Linked DNA regions of Mus musculus: regions 1 and 2 are each linked to region 3. Evidence: chromatin contacts called from public promoter capture Hi-C data. All regions are on one chromosome and are shown on one strand. The core of a region is the stretch at or near the end of the contact, and the rest is flanking DNA. Distances in the headings are between cores, read along the strand shown.

Region 1 (4,381 bases), core at 1,216-3,715, 420 kb before region 3:
TTACTATTGACTCTATCATCAAACAATGTATACATGTGCCAAATTATCAGAATGTACCCCATAAAGATTTACAAATATGTCCCAACAAAATAAAACTAAATAAATGCCATCTCCCAGCTATTACACTGATTTCAGAATCAACTGTGTTAATCACAGACTGGAACTTGCTCATTCTGACCATCTTCCCCGACAACTACTGGAGTTATTTTAAAATACTTAGATCAAGTCTGTTTTTCTTTCCGTTGTGGAGAGCAGAGCAAATATATGAACTAACTAGGAAATCAAGCTCTTAGTGGGGCAGCAGCCATGTCCCTGGCTTTTTTCCATGTGAGTCATCATGGCCCAGTGACTTGTGCTGTCAGGTTCTGCTGCCCTTTGACCTGCACCGCTGCTTTCACAGGTGAACTATGAAACTATCAAGAACCACCAACCATGCCCTAGTTCCAAAGGACTTTCACATCTTCATCAGGAATCTCTTAGAAATGTCAAATACTAATACTATGTTCTAAAGGAGTGTCATTTTGCTCTTTTAAATGACATACTTCTAGGTACTGTATGATAGAAACATGAGAGCCTGGAAATTAAGTTTTATTTTTAAATTCTACAAAGTAATATAAACTATTAGAATCTGTCTAGTAAGAAAGTATTAAATACATATTTTTAGGTTCCCAGACTAAAGTGATAGCATTGTCTCAAATGTATTTTTGATTTTGAGTGAAGTGTCATGATGTAATTGAATTACAATTTCACAATAGAAAAAAATTTTGTTTGACAATACTGTTTTATGATATGTATGCTACTAGGTTATAATATTTCTCATATTAAATTACCTATAGTTTCTACAAACATATCATGTTTTAAATGCTAGGCATAAGGCTCATGACTACAGTTGCTGCTTGTCTGATTTGATTATTCTCTTAAGAATCAGAGAAGAAAGGACTCTACCACCCTCTTGTGGTGGTTTTAATGTAATGTTTTTCCCAGGAATTATTTTACAAAGAAAAGAATATTTTATTATGAGTTTTTGAATTATCTAATCATCAGCTACATTTTCTGTCCGGATTTCAGCTTTGACTTAGAAATTAAGCACTTTGTATCTTATAAGACACTGTCCTGTCACATTCCAATTACATCAAAGCCATTTTTTTTTCTTAGTTATTTTGGTACTAAAAACACATGCAAGATAACTACAGCGAGTCCCTGTCACAATATACGGGCTTGAAGTGGATGGAAATAGCTCTATACTGCTATGCTTTATCACTATCTTCCTCCCAAAGAAATCGGTCGTGCTATGGCAATGACCCACAAGTGTCAGAGGCTAGTCTGAACACTTTGCTTCTAGAAATAATTTAGCCCTCTAATTCTTGTAAAGATCTCTATATTATATATAATGGCCTATCTTCTTTCCCTGAAAACACAGATACAGTCAGCCCTCCATTCTGAAGTTTCTATATTGGATAAAAAGTATCTGAGGGGGAAAAGAAGTACTAGCCATCTACAGACTTCTATGTCACATCATATCTCCTAAACAATGCAGCACAGCAGTATGTAATGTAAGCATAGCCCTTACACTACATTGAGTGGGTAGATGACCTCTGGACAGTTTAAAGTAAGCAGAGGATGTGCACACGCTTTGGAGACCCGCTGAGTGTAAGAATTGTCGCATAAGCACGGATGGAGGACTAGCCACTGGATTTTGGTCCACTTCCTTAGTATGCCCATCCGTGGTGGCCTGCTGAACAGCTTCCCAGTGGGGCTTCCTGAGCCTCTTTCGAAACCAGTATGGAATAGTGATGGGCCCAGTCTAGGGTTAGTCTTGTGCATGAAACTGTGGATACTGCTCTTGGTTAACTGGAAGAGTAGGGAGTACACTAAAGACAGGCATAGGTAAAGACTTTCTGAATAGGATTCTGGCTATTTAGAAAAGAAGGCAAACGAATGACAAGCATGACCCTAGGATCTTAAAATGGGTTTGCACAATAAAGAAAATGGTCGATCAAAAAAGAGGTCCCTACAGAACTAAAAAACAAAACAAAAACAAACCTTTTACCAGGATGCATCTAACAAGAGAGCTCATATCTAGAGTAGACAATTCAAAAAGTGAACGTCAAGAAAACAAAAGACCTAACCCCCAAATGTGCTATGGAACGGATCAGGGTTCTCATGAGAAGAAATACAAATGGCTAATAAGGTATTCAACATCTCTCAACCATCAGGGAATACAAATATTATGTCCTTTTCAATAAGGGATTTGTGCCTCTGCAAGTGAGCCTGAGTCAACCTTCCATGTTCTTGGAGCTTCTCCACAGAACCAACAGCATGTACAAACATCACTGTGACATAAAATAAGCAACAAGTCACTGATGAGGGCCTGAGCCAAAGCAATGGGGCAAAGGAGAGAACAGGCGTGATACATACTGTATCGGAGCGCCTGCTGGTATTGGATACTGTGAGAATGAGGAGTCTAGTCTAAAGTTCACAATCTGCTGCTGATCAGAGGGCATACACCATTCCCCAGGGCAGGAAATCACATTTTCAGGCACACTGCATTTGAAATGTTACCAGGACACAGCAAGCATTTCAAAGGCCTTGAGGATACTGGAGATCATCAGACAAGATAGCACATAATCAATAGTTAGGTACTGTAAGGAACTTAATGACACAGTACCCAGGAGAAGGGAAAAGCTGAACTTGGGGTTGGAAAGTCCCAAGGTATAGTCCCATCATTTTAACAGACGTAGTGTGTGTGTGTGTGTGTGTGTGTGTGTGTGTGTGTGTGTGTGTGTGTGTACATGTTCTGTGAAAGCCCAAGGCCAACTTGTGGTTGATTCCCAGGTGCTATCTGTGCAGTTCTGAGCCAGGGTCTCCCACTGGCCTGGGACTTGCTGAGTAGGCAGGTTGGCGGCTGTGGAGCACTAGGGATTCCCTGTCTCTGTCCCCCTGTGATTGGATTACAAGCACATACAGGTGGCTATGCAGGCTTTTTTACATGAGTTCTGGGGACTGACCTCAGACCTTCTGGCTAATGTGTTAGGAATTGACCAACTAAACTACCTCCCTGCTCCTCGCATGGCTATTTCTGTCGTTTACCCATAGACACTGCTTACGTTGGAGAAACAGTAGATAGTTTAGAATTCCTGACTTTTATATATCAGAAGATGGAGGGTCAGAGGGATGAATATTTGTATCTGAAGTTCTTATCTTGAGAGGTGACTGAGAATTCAGCTTTCTTCACTGAGCCTGAAGTGCTATGTGTCAGTATTTAAATACCTCCTTTCCAGTACCGTGTGCTCTTTCCCCTCTTGATTTCTACGTCTCCAGAACAAGCAAAGGGCACGTATGAGGCACACAGGATGCTGCTGAGACATTCGGAAGAGCAAAGCAGCTGCTGAGATTCTTTATAGTTGGTCCTAAATCTTAAATAGTTGAGAATGGTTTTCACTAGCAAAGTACTGTTGTACCTGCTAGAACACATTTCAAACTTCCGTTCTAGAAAAGCCAAGAGTGCGGGACTTCTTTGGAATACCTGCTTGGTTTGGACGCTGCCAGCTAGGTGACTTGACGCTGGTGGATCCTACAGGCTTGAAAGCAGCAGCGGAGCGGAGGCCAGCCACCGAGGGCCTGCTGGAACCTGGGCTCTCGGGGCCCTCAGACGCGCTCAGAGGTGAAGCTCCAGATGACGCCGGTTGCTGAGAAGGCTCCTGGGTGCTACTGTAAGGAAGGAAGGGAACAGCTGTGGTGAGGGGGATCAATCTAGTTCAGCCATGAGCCTTGCTTCTCCAAATCCATTAAAGCTTTAAGGAAAACAAGACACCGGTGGACTTTTATTTTTTAAAAAAGAAAACTCTGAGAGTGGGTTGGGAGAATAGAACTCATGTGACTTTAAGTCGGAAGTGGAACACTGGCGAGGAGAGGAGAGGTGCTGAGTTAGAGAAGTGCAAAGAAGGAAATCAGCAAAACAATTATAATTATAACAATTATAAGGAAGTCTGCTTCCTTACAGGGAAGTAATACACAAATAATTCTGAAATCATGAGGGACTTCCCTTTGTTAAGAAGAAAAAGCAGTTAACTTTTTTTTCTGTATGATGGAAGTTATTTTCAAATAGTCTACAATATGTTATGTAACCAATCCTCACATTGAATTTCCCCTCTCCATCCCTCGTTAACATTTCAAAAGAATCATCAGATCAAGGACATTAGTTGCTGGAGTATCCGTAATAACCTGTATGAAATAGCATCAATGTTGTTCTTTTTATATATTATAGTACATCACAAACTGTTTTCCTGACACCTTGCCAGTCACCATTTTCCACTGTCACTCGCCCGTTCTGTAGTATTTAGACATCACATATAGCAGACAGTGTAACAAAGAGACAATA
Region 2 (4,010 bases), core at 122-2,621, 350 kb before region 3:
TGCTATCCACCTCTGCCCCTCTATGCGCTCTGACTCTGCCTTGGACCACCCTGCTTCAGAAGCTCTTGTCCCTCTGCTCAAGTGCCCAGGAAGCTGATAAAGCGTTCCTTACCTCTGCTGTAGAATAACGATACTGGCATCTGCACTTCCTGTGTCCCCTAAATGCTTTCTTTTCTCTGGTGGCACTTACTGCCATCAACACATCTACACTCAGTTTCTGTCTGTCTACCCACTGACAGAAATGTGAGGGAGGAGATGGGTTTGGTCTGCTCTGTTCACTGTTTTGTTTTCAGCATAGAAACAATGCTTGTCTCACAGCAAAGTTCAATAAATATTTCTGAAATACAAATTCTAAATTCGGTAAGTACTGTTGACATACCAAATGATTACTCTGCATATTAAAAACATAAAACTATACAACAGATTCTATGAAATGCAAATAGTACCGAAAGCTTGGTCTTGCTTTCACAAAGCCTAGGTCAGTGGTTCTTAGAATGTAGGTTACAACCCCTTTAGGGGCTGCATATCAGATATTTGCATTACAGTTCATAATAATAGCAAAGTAACAGTTAGGAAGTAACAACAAAATAATTTTATGGTCGGGGAGTCACCACAGCATGAGGAACTGTATTAAAGGATCGCAGCATAGGAAGGCTGAGGACCACGCCTAGGCAAAGAAAGAATACTAAAATACATGAGATAATTATCTTAATAACAGGCAGCACTAGGTGTGATTATTAACTAATTAGGTATATTTGTAAGTGACTCATGAAATTAGCCTGGATATTTTACATTATACCTAGCATGTAATTAAGTGCTGCAATGAGTATCATATACTGTCTCCTTCAAGTTCAGAGAGGGAAAGTGAATAACGTGCAGCAAGAGAAAGAACCTAAGGACAAACTGTGTAACATAGTGTTTTGAAAACTTGACACAAACTGGAAAGAGGAAAATTTCAGCTAAGGAACTGCCTCTGGGGTGGTCTGAATGAAACTGGCCCCCATAATCTCTTAAGGAGAGGCACTATTTGGGATAAGTGTGGCCTTGTTTGAGGAAGTATGTCACTGGGGGTGGGTTTTGAGATTTCAAATGTTCAAGCCAGGCCCAAGGTCAGTCACTCTCTTCCTGCTGCTTGCTGATTCAGATGTAGAACTCTCAGCTCCTTCTTGGGCATCATGCCTGCCTGTGTGCTGCCATGCTTCCTTCCATGATGATAATGGAATAAACCTCTGAATTGGAAGTCAGCCTCAATCAAATGTTTTCCTTTATAAGAGTTGTCATGGTTAATAAAACAGTAAGTCAGCCTCCATCAGAGGGCCTGATTAATGATTGAAGTGGGAGGACCCAGCAATTGTGGGCAGTGCTACCCTGGCAGGTGGCTCTGTTTGCATAAGAAAGCAAACTAAGAGAGCTTTAGGGATAAAGTCCAGAGCAGCATTCCTCCTGGGTTTTTTGTTTCTTGGTTGAGGGAGGCCTTGAGTCTCTGTCCTGACTTCCCTCAGTGACAGACTAACCTGTCAGCCTTCCCTCTCCCAATTTGTTTTAGGTCAATGTTTTGTCACAGCAACAGAAAAGCAAACTAGGACAGCGGGAGATGAGGCTCCAAGAGTGTCCTGTAGCGTGCACTGGCAGCAAACAGACAAAAGGAATCTGATGAGGCAGCACAGAGACAAGTGAGAAACCTCAGTCCAACAGAATGAAGGGCATGAGTGATGAGTAAGGGTAAGCTGAGAGACCAGGACAGCCCAGGAGATCTAGAGCACAACCTTCTAAGTAGAGGCCTCAGGTGTGGGCAAAAATCTCACAATAGGCTGCTGCCAGGCCTGGACCCCAGCAACCCAACCCCTGGGGTTCTCTGAATGGCTGCTCAAAGTCCAGGCCAGAACCAACAGAAACTAAGTCCTAATCACGCTCTCTTCTCCTCTCCCAGTCCCTCCAAGATAGCTAGTCACCAAGGGCTACACAAGCACAACAGGGAAGCAAGTCCAGTTCCCGGGCTCAACGCAAGAACAATGCTGAGCAGCCATTTTTTCCCAAGTTTCCAGCTAGATCCAAGAAGATTGCTATCCCCATGAAATCACATCTTTGCACAAGCTCACCCCCCCCTTCCTAATACTGCTTCATTCAGTCTTGTAAGTAACATTAAAATAAAGACCTTTAATAAGTACTTACAGAAGAATACCACGTATTCTCACATTCTGGTTCTAGGAAAATAGGACTAAGGCAAATCTACATAGAATATCCCATATTCACAAAGAAGACTGTTTATAAGAAAATGATTCCATAGGAAAAGTGCTGTTGTGGGTAATTCAACCTAGGAGGAGAGTTAAGAACAGTCTGATTGGTGAGAAGCAAGAAAACACAATCAATTACACTACTCAAGTTCAGACTGTTTGTTGTGATACAAGGGGAAGAACTGAAGAAGACGAGTCTGTAGAAGAATCAATTCTCCAGTGTAGCATTTTTCTCTTTAAAAAGCAAAAGTGCTTTTCAGTAGTGTCGTCAATGTTATGCCATAAACTAAAAAATATCCATACATACTAGGGCTGGAGATAGTTTTGTGAGGAAAGTTATTAACACCCAACCAAAGGACCTGTTAGACTCTCAGAACTCTAGAAGAAAAACAACAACAACAAAAAACAACAAACAAAACAAAACAGGAGTGATTTATAGTCACAGAAATTGGTAGAAAGTGGCAGCTCAGTTCCTAGGGCTCCCTGACAGGACAGCTTGGTCTAACAGGTGAGGAACAAGCCAATGAAAATAACATCTTAGGTGGACTCTAACTTACACACACACACACACACACACACAAAACCTCAAATTTACACATAGTACCACAAAGGGCACTTATTATCCAATGCAAGACATCTTTAGAAACGTGAAGGGAATTACAGTTGATTACAACAGAATTCTAAAACTCTTTCATATTCTGGGTTCCTAAACATCAATGTTGGAAAAAGAAAGATAAGATTCAACAGAATTCCGAGATGTTTATAATATTGAGTTGGCTTCGTAAGTTAGATTCTGTTCTTCAGTAGCTTTATTGGAGTGAGTAGCAGACTGCTGGAGTTGGCAATGCATCCAGAAAGGGTAACATCTGGTTTTCATCTACTCTTATGAGACTCAGGGTTTTCAAAAGAAAGTAAGATGCTGAGTACTGGTTTGTAAAAATGAGGACTATAGCGTCTGGATTATAAAATAAAGAGGACAATGTGCAAACAAGAAGGTAGTTATGTTAGAAATAATCACAGTCCAGGAAGGAGCATATAAAACTATATGGAGTCAGTTTTAGGCTGTGTGAAACAGCTATTATCATGTGTTTGTTTTATATTCTTAATTATCTCAGGCAAGCTTCTTAAGTACTTGTTGCCTTTCAAAGTCAAACTTGGCAAAAACACCTATAAATAAAACTAAACATCTTCATTTAATCAGTAACAATGTTTACGTTGTATGCCTGTATAGATAGACAGGCACCATGGAAACATTAGCAATAGACCGGTTTTCTTTTTCACTGGTTGCCTTTCCATGCATTAAAATGTATAGCTATCAAAAATTTAAATATGTATAACTGCTGATTCTGTGGTCCCACTGGAAGAAAACTTTTCAACTTACAAAAATGGAAAGATTCAATTGGTTAGATAATCATAATACTACATACTATACATCCACAAATAAATTTTAAAGCTTTCTCCTACTCAGTTTTACACTGATCCTCATCTAAGCAAGCAAATGTATTCTGCCCTGCCTTAATGTTTTAAGACTAGTCCCTGGAACATCAGCAGCAAGGAGGAGAGAGGCATCCAAAGTGCTCTCCATAAAGCACTGGTCTCAGGAGAGAACTTGAAAGGAAAGTTGCTACTATCAAATGTACTTACAAGATACTCTGTATTTTATTCCTTTGAGAGTGACAATTTGCATGACAGTTTACAGGAAAATATGGGTTCTTAGGGGACTTGGGGGAAGGGTAAGGTATGGTATCTTTCATATATGATAAAACCAAGAACACA
Region 3 (4,003 bases), core at 553-3,052:
AGACAGAGAAACCTTTGCAATCTTTTTGAGGGTAAATGCACACTTTCTGCTAAGGCTTCTGAAACATTTAAATTAATGCCAACATCACTATTATTGCCTAGCTGGGAAGCACTAATTTACAACTCACAAGCTGAGCAAGCATCTGCATGTCTGTATCTCTTGGCATTCTAGAGGCTGAAGCAGAAGGGTGTCTGAATTTGGGGGACAATGGGCTAAGTAGCTAAAACAGTCAAGGGTGCACAGTGAGATCCTATCTTGAAAACAAAAGGACAAACAAAGAACAGTAAACTCAACTTGTAGATTCCATGTTTTGCTCCAAGATGGCTGCAGCCAGCAAATTGACATTCTAATGAGCAAGGAAACCACAAGTCAAAGAAACGGTAAAGGCAGCAGTCCACCATGTGGGCAGTGTAATTATATCAGAAACTAGGAACACAGTGGTCATGAAACATACCCTGTGTTTTGAAATAAGAAACTAGCAGCTTACTGTAATGGTTGTATGTGAAAAGGAGAAGAGAGAGAAAGGAAAGGGACACCGAGCAGCCACTTAGCCTCAAAAACCTTGAGAACGAACTGCGATGTTCCCCAATTCAACCTCAGCAATATCAACAGAACACCGACTGCAGATAAAGCCATTCCAGATCGTCATGAGTTTTAGGTCCAAAGGGGAAAACTCCAAGAATCCCGAATATGGACAGACCCGCTGACTGGGTTCAAAATGAAGGCTTGCCTCACCTCAAGCTCCACTGTAGAATTTCAGGGAGAGACAAAAGTTCACCCTCATCCTTAAGGACCTCTGAAACCTTCTGTCTGCCAGGAAAATCCACTTGCCTATTAAGATACAAAGTGCCTACCAAAGCCACAGAGCTCTCAAGCCCTCCTCCCCTTCTATTCTAAACTTCCAGGCTGTTCCAATTCACAGGACAAACACACACACACACACACACACACACACACACACACACACACACACCTGAAGCTGCAGCCACCGGTTTTTCTTTATAACTCGCAAGGTTTTTCCTGCTATTCCCTCTGCTCTGGAGAGACAGCCCTTGCCAGTCTGCCTCTCTGCTCTCTTCCCATAACTGCTTTGGACTTTCCCCAAATCCTCTAGTTATTCTCTCTCTCCTATATCTTAGGTAAACATCTTCTTCCCACCATGGGTCGGTCAGTTCAGCAGCCTGCCTGTGCCCTTGCTTACAATGAGCACCTTTAATGTTCGTAACAAAATACAGAAGCGCTTGGCTCACTGTGGCAAGGTCAGTGCATCCAACCAAATCCGCTTTTGTTCCTTCCTACAGGCGTGAGTACAGCGTTCAGCCGCTCTCGTGAACTACAACACCTCGACTCCTTTAAACGCAAGAGGAAGAAAATCTAACCCCCAAGCTGTGCTCTTAACAGCTTGTCCTCCCGCTTCAGTGTCACTTCCTCCGCCTTTTAGGTCCTGCATCACTTTACAGTTCCGAAGGAAAGATTCCCTCTCCCTCCTCTCTCCCCATCAGAGGGAACACATAGACAACTACACAGGCCGGCCTCTCAAGCATTTTCAAGTCTTTCTCCTAGAACCTGCTTCGAATCCACGCAGCGGAGATTTAAAAACAGTTCTGCTCCAAACAGTCGCACACTTCCACTTTTTCCTGGATACTCAGCCAAGGCCACGCCCTGTCCCCTAGCCTGGGAGCTTCTTGTGCACTCTCACAGGGCGCGCCACGATTGGAGAAATCCGTAACCAATCTGTAGCCTTAGCCCTGATACCGGAGCCAATCCCTGGTCAGAGCCACGAACCGCCTCCACCCCGCCTCCTCTACAATCAGGAGGGTTCCTGCTGCACTCTGCTTCTGGATCCCCGAGTGCATTCCGCCAGGAACCCCGGCGACACCTAGCGACCTCCGGACTAAGGCCAGGGACGCATTGGAACCAGGAGAACGATGTAAGCGGGCGGGACGTAGTGAGCGGTGACTCGGCCCGGGGCATACAGAGTTTGCGGAGCCGGGAGCCAAAGGGAGGTCGGCGGGCAGGAGAAGCGCCCGTACTAGGCACATGGTCGGACCACAGCGGAGACTGTGGGATTTATCTTGGGGTTGACAGGCTTTTCTTTGGAGAAAAGTCCACCCTTGTCCCTTTTACTCTTGATTGTGTAGTCTGGGTGTTTAGAACGCACCTTTGCAAGGGCAATACTGACTTCAGTTCATCCGTGAAAGATGTTTGTGTTTGTTTCTTGAGACAGTCTCTTCTTCTGGAAGTAGTTTTGTGGCAAAGGAACTTTTTAATCCTCCTATCTCCACTCCCACACACCCGACCCACACACCCAGTGCTAAGATTAGAGGTGTGCGCCACCGCTGCTGGTTTTATTCGGTGCCTAGGTTGGAACCCAGAGCTTCATCCCTACTAACTGAGCTACCTCCCTAGCCCAGATAAGGCGAAAGTTCAGGGTTGGAAAAGCAGTTAAACCAGAAGCTTGAGATTATCTTTTCGGAGCTTTGCAAAAGACAAAAGCAGTCTTAATTGGTGGTGTCTGAAGGTCAAGCATTCTTGTAGATCTGAGCCGCTCGCCCCTAAGCACCTCCATTCAGTGTTCCACCTATGGGCTGCTGGGTAGGTAGGTGGCACACGGGAAGCTTGCTCAGGGCTGCAGCCAGCCAGCCTGTAAATCTGTTCAACTTTTGCCTGTGTGCGGTACCCTAATTTCGGCATCAGGTGACCATACCGCTTCCCTTGTGAGAGAATCTCACTTTCACGCGGCCTTAAAGCCCGTTTTGAATGGTGCCTCTTAACTCTTATGCTGATAATGCCTCTTAACACTTATGCTGATAAACTTGACTGTGTTTTTTATTCATGCTTCACCTCTTCATATGGCCTTGAATGCCTCTGTACTTTGAAAGCTAGAACCCTGTTCACCTCGCTCTGTTGCAATTAGCGAACTTTATAAACACTCTAGAACCCGGCTAACAGGTATGGCATGTGGTGAAAATAAAGGGAGCAGTGTTATTTATCAAGAGGCTGTCTCTGATAAATCTTTCTTGAGCTTTTAGGTAACCTGAAGGTTCCTGACGTTTTCAGATTGCTAACACAACTATTCTTTATGTCTGTATACCTCCTATGGGTCAGATTTGTAACTTGGTAGTTTGAGTGGTAAATTCAGAGCACTAAACTTTAACCATGTTTAAACTGAGTTGTGAATGCTTTGCCTACCTTTGAGATTTGCGTTTTTCCTTCAACTTTTAACCTCTAGGTTGCCCACGGTCTTCCAGTTCTGAATCAGTCCACCCTAGAGATGATAAAATGGTAGTTTTAGTTTTCTGTTGATCCGTGTGTATCTAACATGGGTTTCATATTTGATATACCCTATGCCATGATTAGATTGCCTGGGTCACCCTGACTCACATATCTCTGGTTTTCTTCACAGACCCTTGAGCTTAAGGAGAAACCAAAAGCCAACAACTTTTTTTTTTCTTCTAATTTCATGACATTTGAATGTATATATCAGTTTAGTTTATCCATGAATATCAATGTACAGCGTTCTAGCAAAAAACACATTTAAAAGTCAAAAGCCATGCAGATGTAATGAGGCTAGTAATCCCATTTGGGGGGTGAAAGCCAGAGGATCAGGAGTTCAAGGTCACCCTTGCCTTGAGGATAGCCTGGTCTACATAAGACCTGTCTCAAAAATAAATAAATGAGGTCTGTCAATGGTGGCACACATCTTTAATCCCAGCACTTGAGAGGCAGAGGCTGGCAGATTTCTGAGTTCAAGGACAGCCAGTGCTATACAGAGAAACCCTGTCTTGAAAAAAAACAGGGCTGGAGAAATGGCTCAGTGATTAAGAGCACTGACTGCTCTTCCAGAGGTCCTGAGTTCAAATCCCAGCAACCACATGGTAGCTCACAACCACCCATAATGAGATCTGATGCCCTCTTCTGGTGTGTCTGAAGACAGCTACAGTGTACTTATATATAATAAATCAATAAATCTTTTAAAAAAAGAAAAAAAAACAAAATAATA

Evidence for each region. Promoter capture Hi-C pulls out the DNA fragments that hold promoters and counts their contacts.
Region 1: a contact with region 3 is called in a promoter capture Hi-C map of liver, with 2.5 times the contacts expected there. The contact joins the enhancer-like site here to the promoter of Kyat3 in region 3. A contact is called at or near these places in 4 of 39 promoter capture datasets (the C10 cell line, liver and pre-B cells), 5 of 484 Hi-C or Micro-C datasets (bone marrow-derived macrophages, cardiomyocytes, myocytes and 2 more), 1 of 115 datasets of contacts at active chromatin or transcription factors (large pre-B cells) and 1 of 9 other capture datasets (macrophages).
Region 2: a contact with region 3 is called in a promoter capture Hi-C map of liver, with 2.0 times the contacts expected there. The contact joins the enhancer-like site here to the promoter of Kyat3 in region 3. A contact is called at or near these places in 1 of 39 promoter capture datasets (liver), 1 of 484 Hi-C or Micro-C datasets (liver), 3 of 115 datasets of contacts at active chromatin or transcription factors (bone marrow-derived macrophages, effector CD8 T cells and pancreatic cancer cells) and 2 of 9 other capture datasets (liver and macrophages).

Annotation. Positions count from the first base shown.
Region 1 is chr3:142,274,291-142,278,671 of GRCm38.p6, forward strand. Pdlim5 (PDZ and LIM domain 5) reads right to left here. Exons shown (of 13, transcript NM_019808.3): 8 at 3,527-3,711. Among named protein-coding and RNA genes, the nearest start is that of Bmpr1b, 110 kb to the left of the region's middle. Within about 2 kb of position 2,466, at least 6 of the 459 cell types and tissues checked have an H3K27ac peak or open chromatin away from gene starts, as enhancers often do. A contact at or near this core is called in liver, where this site is marked.
Region 2 is chr3:142,347,585-142,351,594 of GRCm38.p6, forward strand. The region is part of intron 3 of Pdlim5 (PDZ and LIM domain 5); the gene reads right to left. Among named protein-coding and RNA genes, the nearest start is that of Pdlim5, 46 kb to the right of the region's middle. Within about 2 kb of position 1,372, at least 45 of the 459 cell types and tissues checked have an H3K27ac peak or open chromatin away from gene starts, as enhancers often do. A contact at or near this core is called in liver and pancreatic cancer cells, where this site is marked.
Region 3 is chr3:142,699,246-142,703,248 of GRCm38.p6, forward strand. It overlaps Kyat3 (kynurenine aminotransferase 3), which reads left to right and starts at 1,803. Exons shown (of 14, transcript NM_001293560.1): 1 at 1,803-1,930.